Regions from separate parts of the Mus musculus genome. Here region 2 is linked to region 1. A link is a contact called in public Hi-C data. All regions are on one chromosome and are shown on one strand. The core of a region is the stretch at or near the end of the contact, and the rest is flanking DNA. Distances in the headings are between cores, read along the strand shown. Region 1 overlaps Ptprn2 (protein tyrosine phosphatase, receptor type, N polypeptide 2). Region 2 overlaps Ptprn2 (protein tyrosine phosphatase, receptor type, N polypeptide 2).

The links. Hi-C and Micro-C count contacts between places; a contact is called where the count stands out from the background.
Region 2: a Hi-C map of cortical neurons shows a contact between it and region 1, with 2.6 times the contacts expected there. The contact joins two enhancer-like sites. A contact is called at or near these places in 4 of 484 Hi-C or Micro-C datasets (cerebral cortex, cortical neurons and embryonic stem cells) and 1 of 115 datasets of contacts at active chromatin or transcription factors (astrocytes).

The regions. Positions count from the first base shown.
Region 1 is chr12:116,841,268-116,844,957 of GRCm38.p6, forward strand. Ptprn2 (protein tyrosine phosphatase, receptor type, N polypeptide 2) reads left to right here. Exons shown (of 23, transcript NM_011215.2): 5 at 1-139. Among named protein-coding and RNA genes, the nearest start is that of Gm31336, 86 kb to the left of the region's middle. Within about 2 kb of position 1,899, at least 26 of the 459 cell types and tissues checked have an H3K27ac peak or open chromatin away from gene starts, as enhancers often do. A contact at or near this core is called in cortical neurons, where this site is marked.
Region 2 is chr12:117,026,847-117,030,434 of GRCm38.p6, forward strand. All of the region lies in intron 12 of Ptprn2 (protein tyrosine phosphatase, receptor type, N polypeptide 2), which reads left to right. Among named protein-coding and RNA genes, the nearest start is that of Gm10421, 120 kb to the right of the region's middle. Within about 2 kb of position 1,810, at least 16 of the 459 cell types and tissues checked have an H3K27ac peak or open chromatin away from gene starts, as enhancers often do. A contact at or near this core is called in cortical neurons, where this site is marked.

The DNA.
Region 1 (3,690 bases), core at 649-3,148:
TGAAAAATGGTTCAGTCTGGAGAGGGAGGTGGCCCTGGCCAAGACCCTTCGGCGCTATCTGCCCTACCTGGAGCTTCTGTCCCAGACCCCAACAGCAAATGCACACTCTAGGATAGACCATGAGACTCGTCCAGCCAAGGTGATGCTTCAGTCTCCTCATGGCCTGGGTTGTCTTTTACCTGTTTGTATGTTGTTTGTAGGGTACAGACATCTTTGCAGAGTGAGCAGTCTCAGTTCTCAGGCTCCCAGCAGCTGTCCTCCTGACTACAGGCTCTGGGTAGTATGAGAAGAGTGAGGCTGCATGCAAGGAGGTTCTGGACCCTGGGGCTGTGCTGATTCCAGGCACCACTGCAGGAAATCTAGTACTAAGAGACCAAGGAAGAGCTCTGCTCCCAGTCTGTAGGAAATGTGCTCAGGATAGGAGTGGAGACATAGCCCAGATGGCAAGAAGACAAGGGCATCTGAATATGGCTGGAGTTAGGTCTGGTACCTGGCTGGTCTGTTTTTAAATCAGCAATCCCTATATCCCTGGAGATTTCTAATTTCTGAAAAGTCACTGGTGGGGATATCTCAGGGCAACAGAATGACTGTCTATCTAGGATAGAGTATCAAGATGACATGGTGTCCAAAACAGTAAGGCTTTCAGGCTTGGGCTCTAGACAACTGTCTGTCTGTTGAAGGCAGGCTTAGGCACATGGCAATCACCATGCTATTCAGGACCAGACTTGCCTGCTAGGTCCAAGGTACAAAGTAAGAAACTGATAGGACTTCTCGTTTGGAGGCAAAAGCTTCTCAGATTATGAAGGTTATAACGAGTACAGCTGTTAGTGAAATGAATGTTCCTGGCTCATTCAGTCAGGATGTTAGAGTAAGCTTGTTTTGGAGCCAAGTCACATTTTTCAGTGGGCGTCTAAGGTGTCAAATTATGGTCACTACGATGTGCCAAAGGGTTCTGGATTCCAGAAGTCAGTGTTTTTGAGCCTGAGAACCAGCTCATCTCTAAGGGTGAGAGTGGGGATGGTGGGCAAGCTGGACTCCCTGGTGTGCGTGGTAGGCTTTTTGTAGGCTCAACAGCTCTTTCTAATGAATGTCCACAATGTTACTTCATTGGGCTGTGTTTTCTAAGACTGTAGTATGCTGCTAAGCACCCACATCTGGAGATTTTCCCCGAACCCGCACCAAGGCTTCCTCAGTCCTGAGCTTCCTCTGTCCTAATATACCTATCATACATACATAGCATACACCTATGCTGTGATCCCAGCACCAGCAGCTGACTCCCTGAAGGCACTTGAAGCCTTCCTCATGTAGAATGACAACACCATTTGCTCTGCTAGAACGAGGGCTTCTCTTGGCAGATGTCCACAAGGGGCTGGCATATTTTTCTAGATGATTCTGTGGGCTCAGGACCCATAGAGAGGAGAAGCAGTGGCAAGTGCTCATGTCCCCCACAGCCCAGAAAGAGCAGTTGGCAAGGGGAGCTGGCAGGGTGCGGTCAGAGTACCATGACACCAGTACCACTCACACTATGTTGGCTCCTGGGTTCCTTGAGACCACCACTCAGAAGGATGATCTCACACCACAGGTAGCCACAACAGTGCCAGTAGATGCCTGTAGCCCAGTCGTTTTACCCACAGCTGTTATTTCCCTTCAAAAGCTGCCCAGTGTGAACTAATGGTCATTATAATCATCCAACAGGGTGGCCATTTCAGAGCAATGGCTGTGAGTTATTCAGAGGCCGAGCGCTGGGGGGCACTTCTGGCTTACACATTCTTTTTTCTTCTGTATTCAGATAGATGTTTCTTCATATTTTTTTTTAAAGTGTGAAAGCCCAGAACTCATTATTTTCTGTTGAGTGCTTAAATGAGGAGAGAGCTGAGTCACATTTCTAATGAGCATCGTCTGCACAAAGCACAGAAGTGCAGCAGCAATCCAAGCTGCCGCAGGGCTCCGCAGCCAGCCTGGAACTAGGGGCTTCTCCTACCCCTCCCATCGGGTGACAGGCTATCTCTGTAGCAATTTAAACTGTAGCCACTGGTGGTGTTTCAACATGCATCCAATTTCTAGTGAATTGTTTACAAATCATGTTTTTTTTTTTTTTCCTGTATATCTATCCTGGAGAATCTGACTCCTGCATAGACAGAATTTTGATTTATTCTCTTTGAGACTGTTGGACTGATTACCTCATAACAGAAACCATGGGGAGTAGAACTTCCGTGCTCCTCCTAAACAGGCATGGCCAGGAGCCACTCTGATACATGCTTTGAGCACGTATAACTAAATCCACTCTACCACTGTCCCTGTGTTGTTAGTGGGGTGCCTACCTTCTTGCTTTATTGTCCAGAGTAGCACTGGCTCAGAGTCCTTTCAGGTGCTTTGCATAACATTAACATGCTCTAGTTTTACCCACAGAGCACAATTACATCCCCATTCCACATGCCACTGAAGAGGGCCAAGCTGAAATTCATTGCTTGCTGATACCATTAATTAATTTACTTTCAGGAGTATTTGAGAACATAATTAATATAAAGCAACTATAATGGGCTCTGAGATTGGAAAGATATGAAACTGCACCTGCCCTTCAAATTTTTCAGTCATATTTAATAAAAGAAACAACAAAAGTGTAGTTGAAATGGAGTAAATATAATACAGTAGTACAGTAATGGAGATAAATATGCAACGTGAAGGACATGCAGCAGGATTGGAAGGTAGACTGGGGGTATCCTGAGTGATAGGGCAGCTAGAACATATTTGTGGTTTAGGGACCTCCACAACCACCCATAGCATGGATAATTAGATGAGAGGCTGCTCTGCTGTTTCCAAGAAACTCCCTAAAGTTGAAGATGCAGAGTCCTAAGGATTTGGGACTCTACAAGTTGGAGCAACAGGTAAACCCCCTAGTAGGGCAAGGAGCTCCATGGGGACTTTTGGGATCATCTGTTATATGTCAAGGCTGGTCAAGAGCTAGCTGTAAAGATGAGCAGGAACCTCTTCAGAGGACCAGAGAAACCCAACCAGAATCACAACCTTTGCGAACACAATACAGGCACTCATATCAGGGCAGCTTGGAGAAGATGTGAGAAAGAGGGGGATGGGTGAGATGGAAGATTTGAACAACTTAGACTGACAATGTGAGGCTGATTGACATCCTACATATTGGGAGAGTGGATGAAATTTAGAAATCTGGCCGCATGTTTTGGTGGGGTGGAGGGCCTGAAACTACAAAATGTCTTAAAAAGTTGACCACACATCTCTTCAGGTTCCAACCACTCCATCTCTTCTTATGATAAGCGAAAGCATAAGGCCATTCAAAATTTGCACAGAAAGTTCTGTGGTAATTTTTGTAGTAGAGAGCAGAACTAGAGCTAACTGAAATGTCTGCCAACATGTGAACAGGCAATTTCGACAGACCATTAGCAATGAATGAAGTACTAAGGCATACAGTAGCAAGCAGCATGGATAAGCCTTGCAATGATGGACAGAAGAATAAAGCAGCGGGTAACAGAAGCAGATCATGGCTGCATAGGCATGTGCAGGGGCAAGGGGAGGACATTTCTGCACAGGCAGAGAGCTCCTTGTGGTCACATGCTTCAGAGCCCTGTCCTGTGGATGGTTTCATGGGACAGTGCCTGTGTGGAAGCAAGTGTATGCTATCATTGTGCTGGTAGTTCAAACGGAACCCAGTGAAAAATG
Region 2 (3,588 bases), core at 560-3,059, 190 kb after region 1:
AAAAAGCTTTATGAAAGAAGAAAGAGTTGGAAGAAAGGAGGGGGAGTCTTAAAATATAAAACTGGAGGAAGGTGATGATTGTAGTGCAATAAATCAGGAGAATTCTGTGATTTCCTTGAAATCACTAAAAGAAAGAACTCTGCCTGTAAGGTGGCTGCATGTATATATATTGCTGACTTTAAAACAACCATATATACATGTGCAGACACATTGGTGCCTTTAAGGCAGCAATACATACACATGCAGACACTTTGCTGCTCACAGGCCAGGCATCCTGTGGTGAGGTTGGAGGTTGTAAGTTTGTTCTTCAGTATCTTTTGGCCTATTCCTTTGAAATCATTAGAGATTCAAGATGCCGCAAACTGGACTAGAGAATCCCTACATAACACTCACCTAGCAGGTTTCCCCTTGGATCCATGAATATAATTGTAGGGCGTCAGTAAAAACAGGAGATTTTTACTATGTGGAGTGTGTGCAGCAGCCCTGAGTCAGTAGTATCACACTGTACCATCTACATAAAGATGGCATACAACTGTACTAAGTGACAACACATCCACACCAACGTGAGCAGGCAGCCCTGGAGATGGTAAAGTCACCTGGGTCTCCACTGACTCTGATAGACTGTGACACTGGTGTCCTTGGCCATCATGTATCTGTGTCCACCCCACAGGGTGTGTTGTTCCTAGGCAGAGCACAGTACGCGATGAAAACCACCCCTGACCTTCGGTGAAGGTTGCACGTAGATAAATGTCAAGGATGATAAGCACTGGGAGTCATCGGCAGAGGCAGGACAGGCCTGTGGTGAAGTGGGTGCTTGTGCACCCTGATGTGGGAGGAGCTCAGGGAAACCCTTCACACAGCTGGTTGCATGGAGGAGATCAGCATTGTCAGTGAACCTGTAAATAGGAGGGGATTCTGCAAGCCTGGGGTCTTGGGTATGTATGAGACAGTGGTCCAGCCTTGCTGGGTTCCAGGCTCCAATCTAGTGTCCATCACCTTCACCTAGTCCTCCTTGCTACTTATATCCTGTGACTATTCGAGTAATGGTCCCTGGGAAGTATGTGCTGTGGTTCCCACATGGAATGTGGTGTGGCTGAGTGACAGTGATTCGGCAATGTCCTGTGCTGCTGTCAGCGATGCCACTGTGGTAACAGTCCCACCATGCCCTTCTTGCTCCTTTGGTTCATTTTGTTTTGACTCTGTAAGCCAAACGTGCAGGTGTCATTTCTGGGCAATAGAATCGCTGCTTTTCCTTGGGTGGCCATCGTCTCTACCATGGGTAGCTCAGCCTGCCTGTAGGTATTCAGAAGAGCCACGGGAGCAACCAACGTGTGTCCAAGCATGTATAAGAAGGGGGTGAGGTGTGAGTGGAGTGGCAAATACAGATGTGGCAGGCATTCGAGTGAAGGTCGCCGGGGTCTGGGTTCCAGATGTTCTTGTTGCCATGTCTGATCACATATGCCAGGAGGCCCTGCAGAGAAATGAGAATGTGTGCTTGCCTCATGCACACTCCCTCACCCCCGTTAGCCCATGGATCATCTGGGAACAAGCTTGCTATGATCACAGTGTAGAGTGCTGTGCCCTAGGCGTCACAGGCCCTCTGAGAACCTGGGGAAACCACAGGTTCCACAGGCATTCCCCAGGACACCAGAAGCCCCTTCTGTTCCCCACTGGGGGTTCCCAGTGGGGACAGGGAAGGAGCCATGTCCTGACTCCTTGGGGACACACACTGCCCTTGGGATAGGGAATAGGGTGCTCTTGTTTCTCTTCTGCAGGACCCTCATTGGCATTCCATGCACATTCACCTCATTTTATTCTAATCTGCATTTCTTGACAAAGGAAGCGGATTTTTTTTCCCTCTTAAATGCAAAAGTGCACAGGCCTGAGAAAAGACTGTTGACTTGTCAGGACTCCTAATTTGTGTTTGAAAAGGAAAATCTGCATGAAATTGCATTAAATATCTGGGGCCCCATCTCGCTTTTCCGTGTTCAGCTCCTTCACAGCCCTCATGAGTGGTAAGCAGACTAGACAGAAGTTGAGGTTCCCAGCAGCCTGTCCATTCCTGGGCTCAGGGAGCAGATATTCAGCTCTGACTTCACAAACCTGAGGCTAACAGCTCTTCACCTCCCGCCTCCACTGCTCTACACGGCAAAGAAAACTGCACCAACATTCGTCCCACTGTACTTGCCGTTTGCACAAATATGAACTTACAGTGAATACCTTTCTCTCCTGAACCACCGCCGAGAGCACCAAGCTCACATGGGCCTTTCATGCTCCCCTGTGATTCGGAGGCAGAGAGCAACTATATGATGTAGCAGTTGCCATAGTAACAAATTCAATTTTTATTCAATATCAAAGTAAATAGTCACGTAAAATGAAGTAAGTTGCATCAGACGGTGGCTACCCGCTCTTCTCTCTTTCCTAACAATTTCATATGCTTTTTTGAAAAAAAAAATTGCATAATGTATATTTCAACTGCAGTGACATGACTTACTGGCTACCTGGCCCAGGGTTGACAATGTTTGCCTTTCTCACCTTGAGAAGCAGAGGAACCACCCTGGCTAGTGTCTTCATGGGCAGGATGGCTCCTGGCTCCTGTGAGACCATGGAGCCTATGAGCTTGGGAGCAGAAGGTGATTTTCATTTAACAAGCTGAGGTCTGGAGAGGTGGCAAGCACTCAGTCTGTTCAGAAAGCCTCCTGTGGTGCTTCTAGCCAAAGGCACACAAGCTGACCTGCATCACCCACTCACACCCTGCTCATATCACCTACCTGCTGCACTCTGGTAAAGAGACCATCTTGCCCTATAACATATGGGAGTATGCCCGCTTGAGGGTCCACCTGTAAACTGGCAAGTGCTCTCCAACAGACAGATAGGTGTGTGCCTACCTAAACACTCCACCGCAACTGCTATACTTATGCTCCTTGTCAGCAGGTGTCACTGAAAGGCCACTGAACACAGAAGTCATCGAGGACCTTGGCCTAGCATGTCATTGTTACTTCTGCCCCTAGCAAAGCCAGACACTTCAATAACCATAAACACACATCAGTTCTCGCCTAGCTCATGTGGCCTACCAAGAGGAGCACAGTCTCCATGGCATAGAAAAAGTCCCTGCTTGCCTTTGTGATTAGAAAATAAAGACAAGAAAGCCTCACACTACAGCACGACCTGTCCCTCTACACTGCTTTTACTAGGACACCCAGGGGCCCAATGTAGCCACTCATGTCAGCCTCCTGGACTCTCATTCCAGCAGACTCTACCCTCTTAATTACAGAAGATAGGAACTTATTAGTAAACCGTGATATTCCATGTGTTCCTGCAAATTGCTCTCCTGCTCCATCTGTTCGGTCATGGCTGGCTCTGCTTACCCATTTCCAGGGTCTCCTACAACTGAAGGTCAATTTGACCTGTCTCCCAGAAACACAGTACTGTTTTCTGAGTATCAGGGTCCCAGCGATGCTAAGCAGAATACCACAACCTAGGTGAAGTTGCTCAGCAGAAAGCTACTCCCGCAGTCTTAGAAACTAGAATTTCAGTGTAGAGGGGCCCATCTTGCTCTGACATATTTAGGGAAAACCCACTTTGGGT